Regions from separate parts of the Sus scrofa genome. Here all the other regions are linked to region 2. Evidence: chromatin contacts called from public HiChIP or PLAC-seq data. All regions are on one chromosome and are shown on one strand. Each heading gives the region's core, a stretch centred on a gene start, on an enhancer-like site or on the middle of the called end of the contact. The rest is flanking DNA. Distances are from core to core; before and after follow the strand shown.

Region 1 (4,311 bases), core at 375-2,874, 73 kb before region 2:
AACCCACTAAGCCAAGCCAGGGATCAAACCCACATCCTCAGGAATACTAGTTGGATTCGTTTCTACTGAGCCACAACAGGAACTCCCTGGGTTACTTTAACAGTACAAAAAAGTTACTTAATAATTCTTAAATGTCATATTTGCTTTTATTAAAAGAAATGAAATCTCTTCTTATATGTTTTCTTAGTTTCACTCCCTCTCCCCCAGTATAACCACCTCCTATAATGTCATCTCCTCCTAGCCCAAGTTTTAGTATTTTTCTGCACATGTTCACAATGGACAACAGTGATTTTTATTTTAGTTTCCTCTTCGCAGAGTTTTTCACACATTCTACAAACACATCCTTAGAAAGAGAAAAACTTCCCTCTGGATATAAAAAATGTCTTCCATATTAGACCCAGAGTGATACTTTATTCATTAGGTCACTCCAAAAATTATTCAGGTGTTCTCTCTCCTTTTTTTTTTTTTTTTTTTTTTTTTTTTTTGCCTTTCAGGGCCATACCCACGGCATATGGAGGTTCCCAGGCTAGGGGTCAAATGAGAGCTGCAGCTGCTGGCCTACGTCACAGCCACAGCAACCCAGGATCCTATCGACATCTGTGACCTGTACCACAGCTCATGGCCACACAGGATCCCTAACCCACTGAGTGAGGCCAGAGATCGAACCACAACCTTACAGTTACTAGGCAGATTCGTTTCTGCTGCACCACAATGGGAACTCCTTATCCGGGTGTTCTTAGTGCAAAACACTTACATCAGGAGCTAAAAATACAGGGTTGAACAAGACAGTAAGGCCCCATGACCTCATAGAAACTTAGGTGAAGGAAAACAACTAACCAGGTAATGCAATAAAGTATAATGGAAGAACTAGAAGACTATGGAAGACTCAAAGTTGAATCTCCTCACCCAGAAGGAATGCTTAAATTTAAGGAGTGGTTAGGTCGAGGAAGGGGAGGAATTTACCCTTTCCAGGACTCTAAACAGATCTGAACAGTTAATCACTATAGCCTCTTTCTTTTCTTTTTTTAAATGGTGGTACCTGCAGCATATGGAATTCCCCAGGCTACGGGTCAAACGGGAGCTGCAGCCACCGGCCTATGCCACAATCACAGCAACGCCAGATCCAAGCCACATCTGCGACCTATGTGGCAGCTCATGGCAATGCCAAATCCTTTATAACCCACTGAGGCCAGGAATTGAATCCAGATCCTCACAGATACCAGTCGAGTTCTTAACCCACTGAGCCACAATGGGAATTCCTTTTTCTTTCATTCTTTTTTTTTCACTATCATTTCTTGAAACACTCTTCTGCCTATATAACCCCTACACCAATTATCCTGCCACCTTTTCAGGCTCCTTTGCTTGTTTCTCATTTTATCTACAAATGCTAGAGCCTGGTGCCAGAACTCAGTCTCAAGCCACCTTTTCTATTCCCCAGCTGACCTCGTCTATTCTGTCTTTAAATACTAGCTGTAAGTCAAACACATCATTTCCAGTCCAGGACACTCCAACCAACCTACTTAACATCGCTGCCTTCATTACCTCACAGGCCTCTCACACTGTCTTTTTCCCTACAAGCAGGGACCCTACTTCCTTGTACCAGCTCTCCCAACCCTTGTCATCACTACCCTCGGTTACTCCTGCCTGAAAACAGAATGTCGTCTTTAGTACCGCCCTCCTCCACCTCAATTCAAGACCAGACCTTGTCAATTCTATCTCCAAAATGCTGATAAAGTTAACACATCTGCTTTCTCCGTTCCCAGGAACACCAACCTAGTCTATTTCCCTTCATGCAACCATGTGCCACCCCCACCATTCTCCATTTAGCAGCCCATGATCTTTAAAACTGCAAACGAATCCCCTTTAAGCAAACCTTTTAACAAGTTTCTGCTCTATTTTCCAACAGCTAAAAGACCCTGTATGATCTTGCCCCTGCCTATTTCTTCAGCTTCAGTTAAAGAAACCTCTCATCCCCTCCACTGCCCCACCTCAGCCGTCTTTTTTAGGTTCTTTCTACAATAAACATGTTACCGATTTCAGTGTTCATACACGCTGTGCCTTTCTACCTGCAACACTCTTCTCTCCAATGCTCCACCACAGCAACCACTGGTCCACAGGTTCACAGTGTTTAAGTCTCAGCTTAAACATTTCCTTAGAGAAGCATTTCCTCACCAATCACGCTAGCTAAGTATTACTATTACTCTCATAAGCTCCAAGGTTTCTTTCCTTCATAACATTTATCACACACTGGTAATTATCGTATTTGTAGACTGGCTTTATGTCTGCCTCTCCTGTTACTCAAGTTCCACTGAGAGTAGGGACTTCACTGTTTGTATACCCAGTTTGTATACCCAGATATGTCTCGTATTTAAAATACTCAACAGGGAGTTCCCGTCGTGGCTCAGTAGTTAACGAATCCGACTAGGAACCATGAGATTACGGGTTAGATTCCTGGCCTTGCTTAGTGAGTTAAGGATCCGGCATTGCCGTGAGCTGTGGTGTAGGTCACAGACTCGGCTTGGATCCCTCGTTGCTGTGGCTCTGGTGTCCGCCGGTGGCTACAGCTCCGATTAGACCGCTAGTCTGGGAGCCTCCATATGCCGCGGGAGCGGCCATCAAAAGGCAAAAAGACAAAAAATATTCATCAAATTTATTAAAAGAATAACTTAATGAATCAACAACAACAAAAAAGATGCCTTGGAAGTAGCTGTGATCACCTAGGGGCAGTGAGAGCAAAAAAAGCATATTTATATTTTTAGCCCACAAAGGCCAGTATATGGTACTTTTTTAGGCCATAAATATTACAGCGTATACATGTTATCTCTGACATCAAATTGTGAACTCCTGGAATGAACTGCTAGAATCTGACAGTACTAGTTATAAACAAAAGTGATTCTCTTCCGGAGTTCCCATCAGGGCGCAGCACAAACGGACCTGACCAGGAAGCATGAGGTTTCAGGTTCGATCCCTAATCCTGCTCAGCGGGTTAAGGATCCAGCATTGCTGGAAGCTGTGGTGTAGGTTGCAGCTGTGGCTCAGATCTGGCATTGCCGTGGCTGTGGTGTAGGCCAGCAACTGCAGCTCCAATTGGACCCCTAGCCTGGGAATCTCCATATGCCGCGGGGGTGGCCCCAAAGGAGCAAAAAAAAAAAAAAAAAAGTGATCCACCTCCTACATTTTTTACTCTTGAGCAAGTTGATTCAGCAAATCTAACTCTCTCTCTCCTTTTTTTTTCAGGGCTTCACCTGCAGCATATGGAGTTTCCCAGGCTAGGGGTCAAATTGGAGCTATAGCTGCTAGTCTACACCACAGCTACAGCAATGCAGGGTGCGAGCCGAATCTTTGACCTACACCACAGCTCACAGCACAGCAACACCAGATCCTTAACCCCTAAGCCAGGCCAGGGATCGAACCTGAATCCTCATGGATACTAGTTGGGTTCATAACCTACTGAGCCACAACATAACTCCAGCAAATCTAACTCTTAATTACAAAGTTAGTATACCAAAATCTACTTTTCAGTATAGCTCTAAGGAATAAATATGGAAAATATTTTATATATTTTCCAAAGACATAACAAATGTTGTTATATATCCACACACATAGAAAGTATGGATGTACTTTCTCAGAAAGCATGTGATCAAGAGAGCACAAACAGATTTTGCCAAATTACTCTTTACTTCCTTAAATCACTTATAAAATATAGCCTGTGGTTACACACACACACACACACACACACAAAGCTCCCTTGAGGTCCCATTTCTGCAGTTTTCCCTTCTGAGTTGAAAAAGACCACTTGCTAGGATTGGAACCCCAAATGAAGTTGTTGATTTATGTTTAGGAGTCACTTTAAGACAAAAAAATTAGGAGTTCCCATTGTGGCTCAGCAAAATGAATCTGACTAGTATTTATGAGGATGCAGGTTCAATCCCTGGCCTCACTCAGTGGGTTAAGGACCAGAATGGCAGTGAACTGTGGTGTAGGTCACAGACGTGGCTTGGATCTGGCATTGCTGTGGCTATGGCATAGGCCAGCAGCTGTAGCTCCTATCAGACCCCTAGCCTGGGAACAGCTATATGCTGTGGGTGTGGCCCTAAAAAGACAAAAACAAATGAACACACTGAAAACAAGCACTTAATGGAGTTCCCGTTGTGGTGTAGCACAATAGGATCAGCAGCATCCCTGCAACACCAAGACACAGGTTCAATCCCCACCCCAGCACAGTGGGTTAAAGGATGCCATGTATCCACAGTAGGCTGAAGCTGTAGCTCAGATCTGATCTCTCACCTGGGAACCCCATAAGCTGCAGAG
Region 2 (4,566 bases), core at 651-3,150:
GTTTGTTTTTTGGTGTAAAATTTTTTTTAGTAAAATATATCAAGTGTTTAAAAGTGATTTTGCAGGAGTTCCCTTGTGGCTTAAGCAGATTAAGGATCCAGTGTTGTCACTGCTGCGGTGTGGGTTGGATCCCTGGCCCAGGAACTTCCATATGCTACAGGTGCAGCCAAAAAAAAAAAAAGGTTGGCTTGTTTAAGAAGACCTCTATACAGGAGTTCCCGTCGTGGCGCAGTGGTTAACGAATCCGACTAGGAACCATAAGGTTGCGGGTTCGGTCCCTGCCCTTGCTCAGTGGGTTGACGATCCGGCGTTGCCGTGAGCTGTGGTGTAGGTTGCAGACGCGGCTCGGATCCCGCGTTGCTGTGGCTCTGGCGTAGGCCGGTGGCTACAGCTCCGATTCAACCCCTAGCCTGGGAACCTCCATATGCCGCGGGAGCGGCCCAAGAAATAGCAACAACAACAACAACAACAAAAAAAAGACAAAAAAAAAACCAAAAAAAAAACCAAAAAAAAGAAGACCTCTATACAAAAGACAGTGACTTTCTTATGTATTTTTCTATATATTTTCTTTGGGGGGTGGGGGTAGCCTTGGCTGTGGCATGCAGAAATTCCCTGGCCAGGAATCAAACCTGCCCCATAGCAATGACCCAAGACATAGCAGTGACAACTCCAGATCCTTAACCTGCTGAGCCACCAGAGAATTCCTGTTTTGTTTTTTATAATTATCTCTTGGAATTTGTTTTTGAATAAGCATTGTCCACGTTATTAGTCTCTCCATAATTATCTATGGTTCAAAAGCTATTTAACAAATTTACTGAATGTCCACTTAGGTGTTGGCCCTATCAGCTGCTCGGGGATACAATGGTGAACAAAAGGACAAGGCCCTTTACCTTAACAGAGCTACCACTCCAGAGACGGAGGCAGACGATAAACAGGTAAACAAATAATCCAAGTAATTACTGCTTTTAAGGACGACCATGGAGGAATTAAGTGGGAAGCTACGTCTTAAGAGTGGTCACTGAATGTCTTAATATAAGTAGGCCAAGGATGTGTACATAAAACAATTCCATTGAATGGACATTATTTACTTAACCATTCTTTAGTGTCGAGTTTTTAGACTGCTTCCACATTTACCATCACACTAATAGGTAATCCTGCTACGAATAGTTCTCTCTGTATGTTTACGCCCACGGAGTAGTCTTCCAGAAATGTAATTCCCGGATAGGAACACAGTATTTTTACTGACATTGCCAAGCCGCTTTCCAGGGGGAATTCCGACACACTCACCAGCGAGGAAGCGGAATACCGCTCCGAGAGGCGAGGTGGCGAAGTAACCGTCAGAAAAGGTACGTCTGGGCTCAGCAAAAGGAAAAGATAAACGAGCTGACCTGGATTTACAAGTGAGGGGTGGCAGGTGATGACATGGCAAAGCGTTTGCTTGGGAACAAGAAAGCCGGATTCTAAAGCCATCGCGGCCACCCTGTGACCTCCCCAGGTTACAGTCCTCGAGCTCCAGGTTGCTGAAACTCGGGGTTCGGCTCAGGCTCTACGTTTTTCAACATCTTCAGACCAAGCACCATCTAGCCCCTCCAACGTCTAGGCAGCTTGTGGGACTGGCGGACAAGCGCGCGGGCTAATCGGCGTCCGCCGCGAAACGCCAACTAATCACACCGCGCCCTTCCGGCCGCGGGGACAAAGGGATTGCAGCGCGTGCGGCCGCACTTCCGGACACTTAAAGCGAAGCAGCAGCCGCCGGCTTCCCGGACTCGCTCCGGCGGCCCCTGGTGCGCTGAGTGCGCATGCTCCGCGCAGTCCCGGGGCGGGGCGGGCGGCCACGGGGCGGGCGGGGAAGCGGCCTCGTCTCGCGGTCACTGGGCCGGCGCGAGCGCGCGAGGCTCGGGGGCGGGGCGGGGCGGGGCTAGTGCGAGTGGGCGCTGCGGCTCTCGGCGCCGCGTCACTGTGCTCGCCGGGCCGAGGTCGTCTCAGGTGAGGTGGTCGCCCCGGAAGCGGCTGCGCCTGTGCCCCTGGCTGTTGGAAGGCGCCCTCGGCGGAGTGCGGTTGTTAAGGGCGCGGCGTCTGCCCGCTGCCTCCCCCTTCCCCGCCGCAGCCATGACGAAAGGCGGAGTCGTCGAAAGATCGCAAACGGGGGCACTCCACGCGACCCCCGCGGGGGACAAGGCGGCAGGGACGCGGGGCCCCTCGGCCCCGGGCGGCGGAGACCGCCTAAAGGGTGAGTAGACCTGGACGCGAGAGCTGGGGCTGGCCCGGGGGCAGTGAGCGGAGGGCTTCGGAGGAGGAGGGACCACAGCCGGTCCCAGGCATTCGCGGACGCAGAGGCGGCCTGGTGGTACCCAGGCGCCGGGGCAGAGGGCGTGGGGGACCTGGGCTGCGGCCCTTCGCACCACGAGGCCGTCCTAGCAGCTTCGTAAGTCCTTTTTCAGTTGAATTCATGCCTTCTACAGGCATGACACCGGCTTGTTGACGCTCAGGGAGATTGTAAGGTGGATGATATTGAAGCGAGGCAGTGCGGGCAGGAACGTCGGCCTTCGTTGCTTTACTTTTGCAGATGAGGAAACTGAGGCCCAGCGTGGATATATGACTTGCAAGAGGGCACCAAGCCAGACTGGTTAAGTAGTGGCTAAAAGCAAGTGTGTAATGACGTCCAGGTGCCACTTCCAGGTGGCAGGAATACTTGGGTTTGAGTCCCTGCGCTACCACTTTTATGACTTTGTGCTTGTTATCCTTCAAAAGCTCAAAAGGTCAGTGTCCGAACTGTGCAGCGGGGATGATGATAGTATCTACTTAAGAGTGGTGCATGAATTAAACAAAATAATTCATGTAAAAGGTTTAGTGTAATGTTTGGCTTATGCGAAGTGAAGGCTAAATAAATGTTAGTAATTACTTTTTAAGCTAAGATCTCTTGTTCTCGAGGTTTGTTTTTGTGTGTGTGTGTGTCCCCCCACTGCCATCCTGGCATTTCTCAGGGCTTTAAATATTATTTTAAGCAGAATGTGTACCTTGAATGTGTTAATTCCATCTAGGCATAGAAGTTTCCTGCTTTTCAGCAGTTGAAGTGATTAAGCTCTTTAAATGCTTTCAAAGGCCATAAGCTTGGGGAGATCCTAACAAATGGCCATTAAGTTGTCCGCAGTTTGCTCACAGTGATGTGTTCTTCCACTAGTGATGGGTAGAGGAAGGGTCTTTTAAGAGTGTCTAGCAATATTGTGTCAACCATAAAGTATTGTCCTCTTTAAAGATATATTTATACGTGGTGTGGAGATAATGTTTACCATTCAGCTGAAGTTTCTTGAATCAAATGTAAAATGCATGAAACATTTAAGTGGTGTCGTGCAGGAAATGATATTTTATCTTCAGATAATTTAAAATGTCCCCAGTTTGATTTGGGTCTTTCAGCTTTATATATTTGGATGCTTTTCAGCCTTATAGACAGTAGAGCCAGATAACTTCAAAACCCAGAAATGAATTGTCAAAGTATAAATCCACTCTAAATGACAAGAGCCTTGAAGATGCAGCAACTGAGAGTGACAGTAATCCAAGGGTTTCCTGAAAAAGTATTTTCCAGATAGGACATCCTTAAAGATTATCATTTGGATTGGGATAGCAGTAACTTGTTGTATTACTTTTTTTTTTTTTTTTAATCCTAAACCTTGAAGAGTTATGCTGTGGCACAGTGGGTTGAGGATCCAGCTGCAGCGGCTCAGGTCACTGCGGAGATGCAGGTTGGATCCTGAGCCCAGCGAAGTGGGTTGCACATCCCCTGTTGCACAGCTTCGGTTCCTGTTCAATCTCTGCCGGCCCAGGAACTTTCATATGGTGTGGGTTCAGCCAAAAAAAGAAAAGACCCTGAAATCCCCAAAATGCCTTTACACTGTTGCATCTTATTTTATCATTAGAACAACACATTAGACACCATTATTTTTATGATGCTGTCAGGTGGCGTCTGTGGACTGTAGACCTGTAGGAAGACAGGGAAGAGACGTGAAGGCAGGCCTTCCCAGAGAAGTAGGGTTTAAATGAGTAGAGAGAACAGGAAGGGATACTGGGTGGGGAAACATGAGGCCTGAAGATTAGTGTTAACCTTTTGTGTGTGTCTATGAAGAGATAAACTTGGGAGTTCCTTTGTGTCTGCAGTGAATTAAGGATATTAAGGATCTGGCAATGTCACTGCACCTGCTCGAGCATTGCTGCTGTGATGAGGGTTTGATCCCTGGCCCGGGGACTTCCACGTGCTATGGGTGCAGCCAAAAAAGAGAGAGAGGCATAAACTTGTCAGGAGTGGAGGATTTCCAGTGAGTGGTAGAAGGAGGTAACTTTGGCCTTAGTTAAAATGGTGTCAGTATAAAGGGCTTTAAGTCTATAGGCAAAGGAATTTTTTTAATCCATCTTCTTTATTAATGATTTTTGGTTTTTTCTTTTTCTTTTCCTTTGTCTTTCTCTATTCTGTCTCTTTTTTTACTTAGTGTTAGAAATTCTCTTCTTGGGCAATAGACTTTGTGGCGCCCTTGCATGGCAGGGTTTACATTACCTGGCTGGTGATGTGATAGC
Region 3 (4,306 bases), core at 894-3,393, 120 kb before region 2:
GTCGGATTCATTTCCGCTGTGCCGCAACAGAAACTCCCTAAACAAACCAATTTAAAAATAGGGAAAAGACCCAGACATTTCTCCAAAGAAAATATGCAAATGTCCAAAAAGCACATGAAAAAATGCTCAATGCCATTAGCACCTAGGAAATGCAAATCAAAATCACAAGAGATATCACTGCATACTCTCTAGGATGACGACCATCAAAAAGAAAGATAACGACAAGTGTTGGCAAGGATATGGAGAAACGTGAGCTCTCATACACTGCTGGCAGCAATGCAAAATGGTGCAAGCACTTTGGAAAACAGTTTGACGGTTCCTCAAAAGGGTGAATACAGAGTTACCATATGACCAACCAACCAACGAATTCTATTCCTAGGTGTGTGTGGACATACACACAAATACACACACAGAAATGAAAACAAATTTCCACACAGAAACTTCATGGTAGCATCATGCATAACAGACAAAAGGTGAAAGCAACCTAAATGTACATCAGTAGATTAATGGATAAATAAAAGGTGTTATGTCCATACAACAAAATATCTGGCAATGAAAAGAAATCAAGTACTGATACATGTTATAACATGAATGAATCTTGCAAACATGTTAAATCAAAGAAGCAAGTCACAGAAGTACACATACTGTATGATTCCATTTATATGAAATGTTCATAATCTATAAATCTGTAGATTAGTGGTCGGGGAAGGGGAAGTTTTAAGTGAAATGGGGAGTAACTTAGTGGGTAGGGTTTTTGGAAGAGGGATGATGAACATGGTTTAAAATTGTGGTGGTGGCTGCACAACTGTGAGTACATTAAACCTACCTAATATATACTTTAAAGGAGTGAATTGTAAAGGTATGTAAATTCTATCAATAAAGCAGGGCAATGGAAAAAAAATAGGCCCTCAAGTATTACTACACTGCTAAATAATTTCCAAAGTAATGAAAATACACCTGGATAAAATTAGCTCCCTAACTTACCAGAGCATTTGGATGGTCTCATTACCTATTCTCTTACTAAACACTTAACAAGGAACTGAAACTAAGCACTGAGCAAAGAAAAAATACTAAATATTCCACAGATTTTTGTCAACTACAACACAAACATCCTCTAGTAAGACTCAGGACAATTTCAAACACAACGCCAAACGTACAATTTTTCACCACATCCCCACCAAATTATATTAGCTGACTGGACACTTCCGAAGCCAAGGCTTAAGTTGATTTTAAACAAATAATCGGTTTAGCAATTTATTCTTATCTACTTTTTGCTTAACTTTGTTAATGTGTAAACTTAATGGTAAAATAAGCAAAAGGGAAGAGAATAAAAATTGGTGATTGGTCCCACAAGAAAATGTTACAAAGCAACGAAGAGATTCATTCACTCTTTAGCCAACACCAAGAGTGGAACGATAAAATGGACAATTTCTAATATTCGATGTTAGACCCAAAAATTATTTTTTTAAAAAAGTGAGAAAAACAAGAATCTGTGCACGATCTGAGTAGAAGGAAATTCTGGGTGCGATCTGCAGACGGGATCCCGACCGGGCCCCCGGCCAGTTGCGTCGGCGGCGCCCCAGCTGCGGCCCCGTGAGGACCGGGCCCGGCGTCCCGGCCGGAGGAGCTTCGCCCCGGCGGCGCCTGGGGACCCGCTCCGCGCGGAGGTCAAGCGGGGAAGCGCCGCCAGGCTCCCGAGGGCTCCTCCCTCCCCTCCTTCCCTCCCTCCCTCCCCTCGGCTGTCCCCTGAGGGGAACAGGCGGGGCGCAGTGCGCAGACGAGGTGGGGGGGGGCGTCCTCAGTGAGAAAAGCTCCGCCGCCCCAGAGTGGCGGCCGCGGGTTATTAATAAACTCCGCTTCTGCCCAGGCGCGGCTACCGCGGCCGGCCGTAGGATCGGCTGGGCCTGCGGTGGAGGCTGAGCAGCCGGAGCCAGAGCCCCGGCCCGAGCGGGCCCGCGCCGCCGCGCTGAGGGCGGCGGCCGGGCGGAGAATAATGCACACTGGGTAAAAACACATTTATATACGAACCTCCGAGAAAATTTTCCAACAATTCCTTCGTCCGACCACCATGCACCAGGACAGGAAACAGCCGCCCGGCCCCCAGGCCCCGCAACCCGCATAGTGGGTCTGAGGCCCGCCCCCGGCCTCCATTGGGCCGTCACTACGTCAGTCATTCGATACTTCCTGCTTTCCATTGGCTCAAATTTAGGCGACGCCAAAGGAGACCGCCTTGTCCACGCCCCTTTTCATGACGTCAGCATCGCCAGGCCTTACAGCTAGCGCCTGAGTGGCTTGAGCAAAGTGCGGAACCAAAGTTACTCGGTCTGACTGGTTGGCAGAGGCGCGCATCCCAGCTCGACACCGCCTCGCTGACAAGTGAATTATGCCGATTCTAGGGCCCCAGCGGGAGGCGCCATTTTGTGGCGAGGGACGGAGGCTGGTCCTTGTGACTAGCCGGGAGGGAGAAGCGGTGACAGGCGCCATTTTCCCCACAGGGGCTAGGAGACGGTCTCGGCGCTCCCCGCGGGCTAGCTAGAGCGCGTTCTGGCGACCGATCGGGCTTTGCCTAGCGACTGCCGAGTGTCGAGCGGGAAGTAGCAGGCTGGGGTAGGCCAGGGCGGGACGCCTGGCCGCTCCCGGGGGGCTCCGGTGCCAGCTGAGGCCTTTGGTCTTGGGCGAGGGCTCTGCTTTCCCGAGAGCGGCTGTTGGCCGGTCACCGGCTGCCGAGTCTGCCTTTGCTCCTCCGGTCGCCGGGGCGTCGCCACGGGCCGCAGCGCGGGCCTCCTGCCTCAGCCGGAGCCCCGGCCGCGCTCGACCATGGGCGGTGGTCTCGGACGCTGCTGGAGGACACTGCGGATGCTCTTGCGCTTTCTTGTCGTTTAGGCTCAGATCTCGAAGTCGTCTGTAGTGGTGTCGCTAACTTTTTTTTCTTTCCCTTTAGTGTCTGTTACGAATTAAAGGGTGGGGAAAGCACTGGCTTGGCCTGCTCGAACCTATAGGTACAAATTAGTTGTGAAGTTTGGGTAATACTTGCTGTAACTCTCCACCCAAACTTTCTCTAAACCATTGGAAATCCTAATCTTTTGAAGTATTCAGTAAGTATCCATGTGCTTTGGCAGCGAGGCTGAACAGAGGTGAGATTAAAGTGTGCAGACTCAATATTTGTTGAATTGGGCATCGCAGGTGTAGATTTGAGTTGCTGAGAATGCGGCGCTGGCCCCGCCGTAGCTGAGATTTGCGTCCTACTTATGAAAACGGGAGAGAGCTGAATGGTGATGGATTTAGTGTCTTTGGGCTAAATTGATTATGGAATGGCTCTATAGGTGAGGATAATTAATGTTTTGATCTGCACTTGAATCTGGTTTGAGATTTTACCAGTACGTTCTTTTTGGTGGGAAGTGAGGGGCAGGCTGACCCTAACCAAGGTATAGCTCATAATTGTTACCCAAATGCCATTCGAAGGAAAACAGGAGTTTTGTTTGACTACATTAAGGTAGTCATTATTTTATGTCCTTTTAAGAATGAAAAATGCGACATAAAATTGGATTAGGTTACTTGAAACTGGAAGAATTGGCTCACTCAACAGTCTTGTGCCCAAAGAATAGATTCAGATGATGTGTTTTACTTTATACTTTCTGTACCTTCCAGTTGTTGTATCTGTATTTATAATCAGAATCAGAATACCTTATGCCATTTAATCATGTATTACTAAGAACCAAATCTTCAGTCATTTGTTAAAACACTGTAATACCAAATCTCAAAAGAAGGTTAAAAAGCCACCCTGTAATTGTAGATTGCAGTTACAGGACATCTTTGTATCCCCTGAACCTACTAATTGTAAACATCGGTGGTGGCAGGCAGGATGCTATAGTTCTAATCTTATTCAGGGAGAAACCTTAATAATGTTTTTGTCAGAAGAAATGGAACTCTTGTTTTTACCATTGACAATAGATCAGGGTTCAAATGTACATAGTATTCAGGATCATCCATAATCTTCAGACTTTCCCTAAATCACCTCCTATGCCTTTTAATTTATTGCATCTTATCAAATTAGTGACTTGAAAACATTTCACCACCAGTCGGTGGTAGTCCAGGCTCTTATACAATGCTGGACCTTTTCCCCAAATTTCTAATAGGCTAACTTATTTCTAGCCCCCTTCAAAAATTGTTACCATCATGTTTTTAAAAACATTTCTTTCATTAACTCAAAATTTCTGGAGAATTGGTTGATTTTGGCTTATTTGTATAATGACTTAACCATTATCATATGTATAGAAAAAAGACACCAAGAAATGATACATTCAAC

The links. HiChIP or PLAC-seq counts read pairs in DNA pulled down with a chosen protein or histone mark.
Region 1: a contact with region 2 is called in an H3K27ac HiChIP or PLAC-seq map of alveolar macrophages. The contact joins the enhancer-like site here to the promoter of TMEM41B in region 2. A contact is called at or near these places in 1 of 47 Hi-C or Micro-C datasets (skeletal muscle) and 2 of 2 datasets of contacts at active chromatin or transcription factors (alveolar macrophages and skeletal muscle).
Region 3: a contact with region 2 is called in an H3K27ac HiChIP or PLAC-seq map of alveolar macrophages. The contact joins the promoter of ZNF143 here to the promoter of TMEM41B in region 2. A contact is called at or near these places in 2 of 5 promoter capture datasets (fetal liver and liver), 5 of 47 Hi-C or Micro-C datasets (embryonic fibroblasts, epiblast stem cells, fetal liver and 1 more) and 2 of 2 datasets of contacts at active chromatin or transcription factors (alveolar macrophages and skeletal muscle).

Annotation. Positions count from the first base shown.
Region 1 is chr9:148,872-153,182 of Sscrofa11.1, forward strand. All of the region lies in intron 1 of IPO7 (importin-7), which reads right to left. Among named protein-coding and RNA genes, the nearest start is that of IPO7, 12 kb to the right of the region's middle. Within about 2 kb of position 1,625, at least 4 of the 83 cell types and tissues checked have an H3K27ac peak or open chromatin away from gene starts, as enhancers often do. A contact at or near this core is called in alveolar macrophages, where this site is marked.
Region 2 is chr9:222,073-226,638 of Sscrofa11.1, forward strand. It overlaps TMEM41B (transmembrane protein 41B), which reads left to right and starts at 1,901. Exons shown (of 7, transcript XM_021062249.1): 1 at 1,901-2,230. The coding sequence starts at 2,110. It overlaps LOC102164595 (a long non-coding RNA gene), which reads right to left and starts at 1,824. Exons shown (of 5, transcript XR_002335503.1): 1 at 1,288-1,824.
Region 3 is chr9:102,633-106,938 of Sscrofa11.1, forward strand. It overlaps ZNF143 (zinc finger protein 143), which reads right to left and starts at 2,144. Exons shown (of 16, transcript XM_021062244.1): 1 at 2,029-2,144.